Regions from separate parts of the Gasterosteus aculeatus genome. Here region 2 is linked to region 1. Evidence: chromatin contacts called from public Hi-C data. All regions are on one chromosome and are shown on one strand. Each heading gives the region's core, a stretch centred on a gene start, on an enhancer-like site or on the middle of the called end of the contact. The rest is flanking DNA. Distances are from core to core; before and after follow the strand shown.

Region 1 (6,492 bases), core at 1,429-3,928:
TGGACCACACGTCCTCTGGCATACACCCCTCTCCTTTGGGTCAAACTAATGTATGTACAGGAAGGAGCCTCAGTATGTAACCCATGTGAACTGCACGCACGCACGCGCGCGCACACGCGCACGCACGCACGCACGCGCACACACACACACACACACGTCTGTGGCATTAGGGCCATCCTGCCACATCTAATAAACAGTGAGGACGGACTCAGTAGGCCACGTCCACTTCACTCTGCTTAGGCAGCATCTGTCTTAAGCCCGATTTCCACCGCGTCTGTTGGAGTAATCTGTGGCTTCTTACGGCTCTTCCAATTTGTCGCATTAACTTACATTGATTTCCATTTTCAGGGGCCATTCCCTTCCACACCTCATGCGCAAAGACGCTTTCACTTTAACAATGAGAGACGGTTTCAGGTGACCTGGTGTGAGGGAAGACAGGGGGGGTTTAAGGGTGTTGGCCTCACCAGAATCCTGTCCTCTGTTTTGCCGCTTCTGGTGTCCTGCTTGATGGCTCGCACAAACTTAACAGCCTGCTTGTCCAGCGCCTTCCTGACGCTCTCTGGAGGTACGAGGGGAGAAAATGACATAATATCAGAAGTTGTTGTTGTTACGGTGGAAAACCACAAATTCCTGTGTACAGCTGGGTGAAAAATGAGGCAGGTAAAATAAATTGAATGCATAAATGTGGAGAAATATGAAGGATGCACCGATTTGACACAAATTCTGTGAACTCAGGATATAAAGCTGCTCAGATAGCAGGGCTCCACTTTGATCCTCGCAACATGGCCTATTAGGTCATTCCTCTATGTGTGAGCTTACATGGTGACACTTCCTATTACTATTAAGAAAGTCACCCAGTGCAACAACAGAAGACAATTGTGCTCCTGTTGTGACAACAAAGAGTAATTGCTAGCAAATATTGATAAGTAAGGCAATAATGTGCACGAGGGGTTGCCATGGTGCTCAACATTCTGCCTACAGCTCAGCGAGACCGTGCAAAAGGGAACCGCTGAATTTCATAACTGCAGTAAGATCCGGCTGTTCAATTTTAGAAAAATGTGTCGATGTCTCAGTGAAAACGCCGCGTCGAAGGTGATGTTGGACCGGTGGATTTAATGACAGCCGCACTGGAGTGAGCAGGCCCAAAGAGCAGTAGATGGCTGCACAGACACAAACTTGAGGACATCAGACACATACACACACTTATAAATGCACAAACACACCTCCAGCTGAGGGGGACTCATGGTTATTTTTAGCCTTAGAGAAGAAAAAAAAGGAGTAGCCCGGTTGATCTCAATGGAGACCTATCGCTGCATCTTTAGAGGCTTCTGCTCCACCCCACAACATTGTCCTGCTGAAGCTCAGTGAACCGCACCGGAGGCCTCCTCCATTTACATCTTTTCCACCACAACCAACATAACACAAAATGCTCCTGTATTCACAAACACAACGCAACCTATATCCTGCAAACACGCACATATGTCTGCCGGATGTGTGAATATTCACATATCAAGCGGAGGGGGGGGCACCAGATGGAGATCAAGCTGTGTCAAGACACTCCATCGTGTCACAATCTAAACAACTCTCTTTCGACGTGAGTGCTGCACAACCCAGAGCTATCACTATTCGACATCCAGCAACCCATGAAGTTGCCTATCCACCCGAGGACGAGGTTGTGGATGGAGTAGTGTGTGCGTGTGTGTGTGTGTGTGTGTGTGTGTGTGTGTGTGTGTGTGTGTGTGTGTGTGTGTGTGTTGTGTGTGGTGGGGAGGGGGGGGGGGCTGTGGATCACACCGGCAGATCGAAGGAGGGATCAGCTGAAGACAAACAGAGAGTTATTGACATTAAGCTGTATAAGAACCAATCGCTTAAACCTTTCAACACACTCCGTGACGCCCCCGAGGCCTGTTGGCTTGACCTCAGCACCGGCCCCCAGGACCAGGGTGAAGAGGGGCAGGAGAAGGGAGGAAGAGGAAGGAGATGAAGTAGGATGGGTCAGTCCTCCTCTTTTCCACTTAAATCCCATCTCATATCCCCACAAACTTCTTTTACAATTTAATGAATCTGAGCCCCCCTACCTAGTTATCATAAACCCAAATCCCCCTTCCAGGTCTTGCCCCTCCCCCCTGGCAGGTGTGTCGCCGTTGTAAATCCCTCCTGCTCTTAACACCAGACAGACGGAGCTTGACCAGCGGGATTTAACTCGCGTCTGGACCAGCAGTGAGAGACGCGCATCAACGTGTACGCATGTGTGTGTTGTATGTGCATTGTCTACGCAGAGAGCTGAACCCACGCTGCACGTTGAAGCGCTCAGTCTTGCTGTAACTCCCACGCGCACGAGATGAAAACTCGCAGCATCACTTTTGCATCAAGAAAATAACTCTGACCCCCCCCCCCCCTTCTTTTTACAAATCAATCGCTCCGATGGGTTCATGATCTCTCCGGACGCATTTTCCTGCGGCAAAAACATCCGAGTTAAAAAGCGAACTAAAAAACAAGGAACTCGGGATGGTGCTTACCTGTAATTTCTCTGCTGACGGAGCCCGTCGTTGAAGTCTCCTTTGCGGCCATGGTTCCTCCTCCCCTCCCCTTTATGTTATCGCCTCTCCGCGCCTGCAGGTGCTGCGGCCAAAGCAACAGTCCCGACTGAGTGGAGGCGCGCAGCGATCCTGTAGCGCGCAGTAGAGAGAGAGAGAGAGAGAGAGAGAGAGAGAGAGAGAGAGAGAGAGAGAGAGAGAGAGAGAGAGAGGACTTACTCAGCACAGAGGCGGATTCATTGATGCTCGTCTGTAGTTTAATTAGTTTGAGGAGGATCGGTTGACTGGCTAGAAAGGATCTGGGATGCATAAACAATAAAGAAAACGGCGGTAATGAAAATCCAACGCGGCGAGTTAGTAAATCAGAATGGCAGTAATTAGAACGATCGGTCAAAAAAAACAATGAAGGAGCGTTTCACTAAAGGAACAGTTTGCCGCTGTATTTTTTTCTTGAATAAATACATACATAAATTAATAATTTTTCAGTTGTTTTTTAATTAAATCAAAAGTAAATACTTTAAGAACCAATTTTCCCTAATGTCACAGTGAAGTTGTCACCTGGCCACGCCCCCTTCACCTGTCACTTGACCGTCAATAGCGGAAGCTAACGTGGCTACCGTTAGCTTCAATCTACGAACAATGTGTAGTGCACATTTAGCATAACAACGCTAGACGTGCTTCCTTACCTAGCTAGCTTGGTTTTATAGTTACTTTATATTTAAAACACAGAATTAAAATGAAGAGAAAGCGAAAACATTAGCAGGTAACAGTTAAAGGGCCAATTCCGTGTAAACGCAGCGCTTTGATTCCAAAGACGTTCTCAAAGAATCAACTCGGCGAAGAGTAAAGACACACATAGACTAACATTACCTGAGACCACTGTGGCGTTCACGCATTCATTACTTTGACTATGAAGAGTGGTTTCAGGCACCGACAGAGGATTTTACTTTGGATATTAGGACTAAATTGGAGAAGCGGGCGCCATTAGTAATAAATGAATCTGCTCGGAGCCCAAGGGCACATGTGATTGGCTGAAAGGCTGAGGGGGGCAGTTCCTGATGACGGCCAACTGTCACGAACAGGGTCATGAAATTAAAAAAAAGCTTTTCAATGTCTGTATTTTGAAATAAAAGTGAACTCCAATAAAACTACTATTGTGAAAATATTATGACAATTGTAGTTTTTGAATAGATTTAACTGTTTCATGATTAATTGGTTGTATTGTACTGTATTAAATGTACATATTGGATTATATATATCAGAATGTTTGACTTATTTAAGAAATAGTGAAGACTTTATTCATCCATAATGTTTTTGTATTGAACCTTCATCTCTTTCAAGTGTGTTCTGTCCAAAATAGGCTGGATTAATATTTAGGTTAATTAAAAATGGCAGAAAGACAGAAAACTAAGCACAATCAACAGAAATGCACATGCAATTCAATTACAACAGTTATATTTCTATGCCAACAAAAGAGTTTCATCCTAGAAGCAAAGTTAAATTGCACCTTACAACACCAACAGTTGAAAAATGAATTTCAATGATTTTATTGACGCTAAATGACCTCCAAAATATGAGCAGTAAGACGAGCAGATTCTGTAATGGAAATACTAGTGTGAGGTCAGTAAACCTGGCTTTTTAATTTCCTGGTGGACCACTGAAGGTAAACCTGCATTGTCAGAACAATTTTGAACACTCGATCTTCAAAATATTCATGGTTAGATCAATAGAAAGGCTTTACAGAGTCAAAGCATTTACTTGCATTCCCATATTCCCCTGTGTCTGCCTATTTGTTAAGAGAAAATATGTGATTTGAAGGAATCTTAAATATCTCTTCACGTGAAAGTAATGTTTCTATTGTGTTGAAGCAGAAAGTAGATTTGATGCTTTTTGTGATACATGTGTTTTCATGGCAATATTTCTGTAATGATGTGAAGTGGAATGGAGTCATATATCAAACCGTTTTATTCGGTGCCTTCCTCCTCGGGAATTGCGAGATCACCACTTACGACTGAGATGGGTTTTGGGAGGTAGAACTGAGACCAGGTTGAAGCTTAAGCTGTAACACTGATGTATGATTCACCCCCTCATCTGAGTGGCTGCCACTTGTCATTGCTTATGCAACACAGTTCAGCTGGGTCTTTTTTTTGTTCATACAGAAAGCCAGAATTAGACCAGGATTTTATTAACCATTTCAGTCCCACACACCACCATCCTGCCATGACAATTGTTCACATGACGACACTGATGAATGGGTGGTTGGAGGGTGCAGCTGTGTCTGTGGTCATTTATACACTCAGAAGTTGGCCCTAACAAGCAACAAACATGCAAATGCAAATGCATGCATGCGTCTGTGTGAGTTTGCGCATGTCTGTGTGAGTCCTTTGTGTCTGCGTCCCACTGATACTTTACAGTGATGAAAGAAGACTTAGTGGGGGGCATTATGCCAGAGACAGGGGGGAGGGGGATGTCGCAGGGGTACCAAGAAATAATCAACAGGAATAGGAGTTTCATGGTTGTGTGTGTGTGTGTGTGTGTGTGTGTGTGCGTGCAGGGCCTATAGCCAGATTGGATCGGGTTAAAAACTTCAGCGCTGTTCAAAGATGCACTTGAAAGGACGTGCCATTATTTATTCATCAGTGCAGCATTTCATAGAGTCGAGATGCTCAATATGCCCTCAATTACTACTTGGTCTAGGTAGTCCCTGTGCTGGCATGACATAAAAGCTTTTTACTGCTCAGACAGCTATGTGTTTGAAGCAGACAAGGCTTGTGTGTGTGTGTGTGAAACTACAAAGAACACTTTTTGTTGAAAATATGTTTTTGCTCTACTTGATTTGTCCCAAAAGTACTATTGTAACATGTAGTCGAAAAACATACTCTATACATTAAAGGGAGGGGTTATAGAATGTTTCACACTGGAGGGAAAACAACTGTTATCCCGACAATAGAGTGAAATAACTGGACAACCTTTGCAAGGTTGGACAAGTGGAACGATTCACATATCGCAGCTTCACTCAGAGAGGGAGAAGAAGAGGAGTGCGAAGCACTCTGGCACCCACTTCCATAACAGCCAGCGTATGTAACAGCGCCAGCAGCTGCCACATCACAGTTGTTCCTGATGTCGGTAATGACTCAAGATGATGTTTCAAAGCAAGCTTTTTGATCCCACTCCAACATTCACCAAAGTGCTAGAGTACCTCATCTGTGGGCAACAGAGCTGTGGTACACTGCCCTCGTCTGGTTGAACACGGTCAGCATCAGTACCACGCACACACGTTTATTTGATGTCAAGACTTCTGCTCTGATTTAAATTTTACTCATCTGCCAAAGCACCAATTATGGCCTGTAATAAAAAATATATTCAAAGTAAAGACACTGTTATGGAAATTGTACTGCAGTAACACAATTTAAAGTATTTTTCATTCTGTGGGCATTTTTAATTAGTTTAGTCACTGATTCTCGGTGGAACTAGTTTAATTACAGGATGCAGTTTGGGCCGGGGGCTCCCTAAAGGGATCGGTTTCTGTAGTACGTTGGTCTGAATGTATCACTTGTTAAAGGCCGCTATAGAACAAAGTGTTCTTCCCTCTTTTGTTTTCATTGTAGAAAATATTCTTTGTCATTTGTCATCTTTAATCGTGTCGGTACCGCGGGGTAAAATTAGCTGTGGAGAGGCACATTTACAATGATGTTGTTGACGTCCATGTTGATTAATGTGCACTGTGTCACTTAAATGATGTAGACAAAGTACCTGAGTTTCTTTTCATACATATGTATGAATGTGTATACATATAAATTGTGTGTAAACAAGTCCTAAATTAGGCACATTGTCTTAAAATCTTGTACAAGACATGTCGTCTCACTGACTATATACTCATTAAAAAAGGAGTGAAATAAAGGTCTTATATCTCAGGGGGGGAAACTGGCCAAATTGTACAAACAGTGGTACAATT
Region 2 (7,027 bases), core at 3,898-6,397, 60 kb before region 1:
CACACCTAAATACTAAATAATGCAGACATAACGAATGAGCGAGCACGCACTGCAGCAGCGGTCGGGTGAACACCTTCACCTGATGCGAGCGCGCAATGCGCATGCGCGAGCCGCGTAGGTTTACATCTGCTGTAAGGAAACACGCGGCTGGGCATGTGGCGCGAGGGATCTCTGTGCGGATGGAGAGACAGAGCTCATCCGGTGACCCGGACAATGACCCAAACCACAACAGGCCCGTCGGGGGGGTTCGGATCAAAGGTCCTGATTGCACAAAAGCACGCAAGCACGTGCTGTGCTGACCTGACCTGCGGTAATCAGAGCTGACAGGAAGCGTAATTAATGAGCATGCTTATACCGTGAGTGCTGATCTCCTCTAGAAACATCAAATCAACACCCCCGCCCCATGCCTATGCTGCCCCCAGTACAGCAGCCACGGGTCTGGTGAGGTCAGGGCACAATGAGCAGCAGCTTTGAGTCTTTGCTGCCCCCTGCTGTCGGCGTGCATCACATTTAAGATACAGGTTTTAAAAAAGAAATCTGTCACACATGGCATGAAAAAAATGCCTGATTGTTTCATTTATATACTTTATTGCAGATGGTTTAAATGAGAAGATTTATAATGAAAATTTTATAATGAAAACTGATTATTGCTAAAATCATTGTTGACCGCATTCTTATGTATCAAACATTTTATCCTTGTTACTGTAATGATTAATATAAAATTACATTAAATCTACAATTGGGAATATTTGAAATGTTTTCAGGGTGCTCTTAGTTTGGTAAATCTTTTATGCACGCTGGGCATGGAATGAGCTGCAAGTAACATCACTTAAACTCACTCTCTAGTGCTTTTACTGCTGTGAAGCAAAACTATATTCTAAAAACTCTAACTCTGGTGGCTTTGATGTCTCTCTTCTTGCACCACTAACTTTACCAGAACTCCCGAGAGAAGAGATGTACTTTTTTTAAAACATGAATGCATGTAAACGTGGTCTATTTTGCCAGTAACATCTTGAAGGCAAGCAATGAGCTCATTTTCTTCCTCCAGCTTTTCTTCCCTCAACTCCACAAGAAAGCAAATCAGTGCAATCTCTAACATGTCATTCTACTTTTCAAAGCCAAACAAATGAACCCTGTTGAAATGATTTAGGGCTCTTCCAGAAGCCAAAGAGGATATTCTACCACTGTGTAAGTACACTATTCCCTCCCCATGACACAAGTAAAATCCTCGACATGTAAACAACCTTCAACAATACATCTTGTGTAAAGTCAATTTTATTTATTGATTTGTAGAACCATATTTAGAAAATATACTAATTTTCAGGCCTGCAAAATCAGATTCAAACTGTTTGGGATCCTTAAATACTCTTGGAGAGATGGGAGTGCTAAGTGCATGATAACACATCTCAATCATCAACATACAATAAAAAGCACACATACACAATAATCAAATTATAGGTCACAATAAAAAACATGATTGTTGACGGATTAAGTTACCGCAATGGTTAGTGCAGTTTTATATTTGTTATTTACATCTCCGTCATGATTAGCACAGTACAAACTCACTTTTAGTAGTCACAGATTGTCAGTAAAAGATGGAGGGCGATGAGAAGACCGCATTAAATTATTTCACTCAAATGCATAAAAGCGTTCATGATGAGTAGAGACATCGAACTGCTGTGTGCGATTTGTACCGCAGGTCAGAGCTGTCCTTGTGCCTGAGAGAAAAAACACAGCAAGAGCTACAGAGCAGGAAGCATACCAGTACATGCACTATCGGCAACAAAATGTTTACATGGATTAAAAGGAGAGAAAAAAAACAACAAAAAGTAGTCGTTGCAGCTTTGTCATTTCAGTCCACAGTTTTAAAAGCTCGTCTCTCTCCAGTCCTCCTTGTTCCAGGCCTCGCTGCCCAGAACATTTCCTCTGGTCCACTGGCAACGTCACAAACCGTCTGGGTCACCAAGCCGGGGACTTTCATAACCTGAAGAAGCGGATAGAATGTGATTACATAACTATAAAGCTGAAATAATCAAAGTCTTTCCATTACCAATGTACCCTAAAGTTTCACCCACACCCTTCAGTTCCCTTTTCATCAGTAGACTCAACTTAAAGATGATGTTGATATGTGAATGATTTGTACTGGCAAAGTTCACATCACAATAATTACCCAACTTCGCAGCGGCCCCGAACTCCACACAGGCCTTCAGTCTATTTCGAATATTTGTGCTGGATTTGTGGCACGTGACTCGTTGTATGAAACCGGAGCAGAGAGCAGTTTACATGAAAAACATGTAAAAACATTTAATGTTGTTCTATGGTTGCCAACGTGTTTTCCACATCAGTCTCATAAGGTGATAATACTGCCAGTCACATATGTTTGTAGCAGGAGGCAACATCCAGATCAGCAATGAGGAACTTAAACCCTGCATTGTTTCTATTGGTCAGCAGGGGGCGACTCCTGTAACAGCAAAAAAAAGCAATTGTTCAGAAGTTAATGAGAAAATAACCCTGCTTCTCAATTTATTTATTACCTTAGCCAGCATTGTAAACATCACTTATAGCCTCAGTTTCGTCATATTGAGCACAGCGTGCTGTTCAGTAAATGATGCTCCCACTTGGTCATTGAAAAATGGGTTATCGAGCCATTGCTTCTATTTAGCTCAACGCTTGGATTTCACTTGTGGTTTCCTTTCATAGTGTGACAGCGTGCCCATTGTCCATAGGATGAAGAGGACTTCAGCCCGTCTAAATTGTAACCAGACGCCGCTTCAGCACTTTCTACGTAGAAGGCTTTTGTGTCATCATCTCTGACATGTGGACCTTTTTACGATTGTGATTTTGAGCTTTCTGATACACACTTCAGTATCACAGAGGCAACGGCCAGTGGTTTGGCCTCAGGCGTTCTATATCTTCAATACCAAGCGGCTCAGCGTAGAAACTGATGACCTGTCAGCTACACGTGGCCGCACATTACCTGAGTAATGCAAAATAGTATCAGTTTGAATTAAAGCAGGAGGGATTCATCAGTACTGTAAAAGGATGGGAGGGGTTCTAGTTTAATAGCAGGCTCATCCAGGCTGCAGGCTGTGCCAAGACTTTTCTGGAAAACTGCCAAATCATATCTTGGAAATATTGTTTTAGTTCTTTCTCTGGTCAGCCAGTCTTAAAATAGCGGAACAAGCATGCTTTCAATATGTCGGGTGTGACTCAGCCAAGTACTGAAAAGTCTATAATTGAGCTTTTTCTTCAGAAGTTGAGTCATACAATAAAGCTGTACACAACTTCTTCTGGGGATTTGAATTGACTTCATAAACCGAATTTCTCACAACATTTAATCAAATTAAAACTGTACACATATCAGCAAGAAATCGTTGTTTTGAGATAAACCCATCGAAAACTTCAGGGTGAAAAATTCCCCAGTTCCATGGTCATCACACCACACATATTGGCAGAAAGTGAAACAGGTACATACACCTGGTCCCAGCAGGGCAGTCCAGAGATCTGTTTCTGTATTGGGGGAAACGGGCCTGGATCCTGCGATCTGAGGACGTCTTCAGATCGTAGGGGCTGTCCCGCTCCGTGCCTGAGGGGAAATGGCACGACAACACACACAAGAGGGGGGGTGGGGGAATAAAAAAAGGGGGCGTAGGATGAAGGAGCCAGGAAGCTTTACGGGCAATAAAGAGACTCACGCTGCTTTTCTTGTGATAATAAGACACAAAGGCTTGTTTTGAATGAATTAAAAACAGCGAGATGTGCATCCGCCTCAGACGTCCATGCGTAAAACTAACCAGCATGCATGCTGCGTTCATCATGATGTGTGCAACAGATGGGGCAGCAGCAGTCATACAGTACCTATGTCAAATGAGTTGGACTTCCTGGTGTGACGCAAAGTTGCTGGAAATCCATTATGACCTTCTTCATCTGGTTAGTGAAATGGTGATAAAAGAAAAGAAGGTCGCCATTATCATCTTATATTATTATTATTATATTCTGTCTAAATGGACTTAAGGATGTCATCATATCAGATAGTACGATGTATACTGTATAATTATGGCCACTTTCTACTAGTAAAACTCAAATGTTTGTTATCTAACACATAACACAGTAAAGTTGTTACAGCACCTGGACTGAAAGGATCTGCCGCTTCTGTCCACGGCGTGGCTGACGGGGGTGGGCTCCTCCTCTCGGCAGCTCCCTCCTCTTGACTGATTGGCGGAGCGCTAGCCAAGCTCCTCCGCTCATCGCTGGATTCCTCCCCCGGACTCACGGGGAAGGTGTCGGGAGGGGGTTCCGGAGAGGTGTGGTCTCTCGAGAGGTGACCGGGCTGTGGGAGGGTTGAGAGGTCGCGAGTCACAGTGTTTGAGTGGGAAGCAGATGTTTGGCTGTGTGTATTTAACACGCTGTACACAAACCTTACTGGGAACCAGAGGACGCTGTCCCTCTGGCCCTCGCGCTGTCGGCTTCTCCTCCTGCTGCTTCCTTTCACCCTCGTCTTCTTCTCCTTGCAGCCTCCCTGCCTCCTCTGGAGAGACAGAAACACAGCCAGCAGAGTCTTAAAAATGAGCCGCCAGTAAAAAAAAAAACAAACACAGCCTGACCGAGGAGCCCGTCCATGCTGTCACTGGAAATGTAAGAAATCACTGCCAGACATATGAAGCACAAACCAAAACGAAAGGATAAATAAACAATGAAGCGTCTACAATGTTTAACATTTCTATGTTAAGTGCTTTTTACAACTTTAACACAAAAGGCTATGCATATGATAACCAGCGAAAGGGTCGTCACTTATCAGATCTTTGCTTGATGATGTTATTTCAAATGTCAAGTTGAAGATTTCCTCATTGATTTTAAGCGATGACCCGTGCCGGCCTCCAGCTATTTTACCGATGTCTTAATGGCATCGGAACCACAGAGTAAATAAATTTGTTTTGCCACCATCGTGATAGTTGGACAGCATCTAACAACCAGGGAAGCTGTTAAGATAAATAAATATGATACTCTGCTGTACTCTGAGGGAGAACCATCATATAACATCACTTTCTGTCTCAGATGCAGTACCTAAACTCTCCTGCAGGTGTCTCTGCCTCATCGCAGCCACACTCGGCTTGATGCACTGTGGAGGCGGCTCAGGCCTCGGCCCACAGGGGACCACAGCGCCCTCTCTGTCCTCCTCCGCGTCAGCCCTCGGGTCCGTCAGGGGTACGATCCTCTCCTGCCTGCCCTTCTCCATCTGCCTGTCAGTCTGGTGTTTGGAGGATGCCACGTGGCCGTTCGTTCGAGAGTCTGCAGGCACGTCGGAGATGGTGGTGGTTCGGTCCGTGTCTTGGTCCATCTCTTTAATGTTGCAGGTGCTGCTCCCATCGGAGTCCTCGATGTCTGCCCCGATGCAACTGTACACCATGCTGACCAGGTCTGTGGACTGGACAAGAAAAAGACAAAAGAAAAGATAGATGAGTCCTCGAACCGAAGTCACATACCTTATAATATAGTGTCTTGGTTTCTCGGTCTTCCATGACATACTGAGGCATTTAACCGTCTAGCCTGGTGGAAACCGCCATGAGAGTGAGGGCTACGATTAATATTTAATAATTCTAGTGAATTCAATTACACTAAAATTAAATTATCCTTCATTTTTACGGGGATGTCAAAGCCTCTCAAGGCTCAGTGAGGATCCTGCAGATCCAAACAGAGATTTGAAAATAGGCCACTTTTCTAAAAAGCTACACATGTCCAACACAGATAAAGACCGGGAACATCTATACACCTTGGCAGAAAATCTTTGCACATGTGCATTTACTACCGGCAGGATGGTGCACTATTCCACAGGGAAACACCGCAACATGTGCCAAACGGTTTGGTCCATTTGTACATCGGAGACACACACACGCGGAGTGACACTGTGCGTTGAAAGGATTCAGGATTCTCCGTCAGTAGTGAAGTGGTTGGAATTTGTCACTGTGACAGCCCTAAACAGCCCACCTGTCTTTGGACGGAGGGACTAGCGGCCCTCATCCCGTGCACAGGTACACTCTGCACGGGCCCAGGCAAGGGCATGGTCCCGTTGGCTCCAGGAAGCGTGCTCTCTGGCCTTCCCGCCTCCTTGGTGTGCTGGATCATTGAGTAGACGTTCTCTGAGGTGCTGCTGGAGCACACACATACACACAAAAAAAAACCCTGTAGATTGTGATGAGTGAATCACATCTATGCACATTTATTTGTTTGAGGTTTGACCCGAGGGGCACAGGGTGATATGAGGAAGTGCTTGGTGAGCTAATTGGCCTGTTACTACGTCACAAATACATTGTGCCTTAACAATCCGTACTCGGCATTAAAAAATATGTGTATGATAAATGTCTCTATAATCGGGAGAAGAGGTAGAAACTAAGCTAACCCGGCTAGGATCGGAGGCCACTCCGCCACACAGCCTGAACGGCCGCAGGAAAGTGAGACAGATGAAATGAGACTTGGAGGTGGAGGACTCTGTGTTACCATTAATGATGCTTGGTGAACAGGACAATGTTTCACGATGTCACAATTTTTGATGTTAAAATGTTTGCTGCAATTTCCTCCAGGATTGCTCTACCGTTGTGTTTAGCAGTCATGTTCCTCCTTTGTTAGAAACGGGCTACAAGTGCATTTTGTTGTAAGTCCCTGTGTTGCATGCTGCATTGCGTGCTGCATTATGACAATAAATAAAAGATGGCATCAATAATAAATACAATCCTTGAAGACAAAAGGATTGTGTGCAGGAGGCGGCGTGAGTGAACACAACAATGAACAATGTGGAGTGCTTAGCAACAACCTGCAGCCAGTCCAGCGCCGCAGCCGCGTCACCACTTTTAGGTCACAACTTTTGAGTTCAATTTGTAAGCACCTCAGTCTGTTAAGATGCATACACAGCTTTCACTGAGTGCCCTTTTCTTTACAAAAACACCTACTGAGTTATTAATCGGTGGGTTTCTCCTCCCTGCAATGCTGCTGTCGATGGTTTCCTAAACCATGGGTGCCGTTATGTAACGGC

Evidence for each region. A called contact is a pair of places that touch in the nucleus more often than the background predicts.
Region 2: a contact with region 1 is called in a Hi-C map of whole body, with 2.8 times the contacts expected there. The contact joins the enhancer-like site here to the promoter of carmil3 in region 1. A contact is called at or near these places in 3 of 6 Hi-C or Micro-C datasets (skeletal muscle, tail fin and whole body).

Annotation. Positions count from the first base shown.
Region 1 is chr3:3,270,752-3,277,243 of fGasAcu3.hap1.1, reverse strand. It overlaps carmil3 (capping protein regulator and myosin 1 linker 3), which reads right to left and starts at 2,678. Exons shown (of 40, transcript XM_078098710.1): 1 at 2,520-2,678; 2 at 465-559. The coding sequence starts at 2,571.
Region 2 is chr3:3,332,476-3,339,502 of fGasAcu3.hap1.1, reverse strand. carmil3 (capping protein regulator and myosin 1 linker 3) reads right to left here. Exons shown (of 40, transcript XM_078098710.1): 34 at 5,986-6,145; 35 at 5,065-5,425; 36 at 4,419-4,528; 37 at 4,129-4,330; 38 at 3,859-3,927; 39 at 3,476-3,586; 40 at 1,258-1,984. The coding sequence ends at 1,944. Among protein-coding and RNA genes, the nearest start is that of LOC144405483, 13 kb to the left of the region's middle. Within about 2 kb of position 5,147, at least 4 of the 9 cell types and tissues checked have open chromatin away from gene starts, as enhancers often do.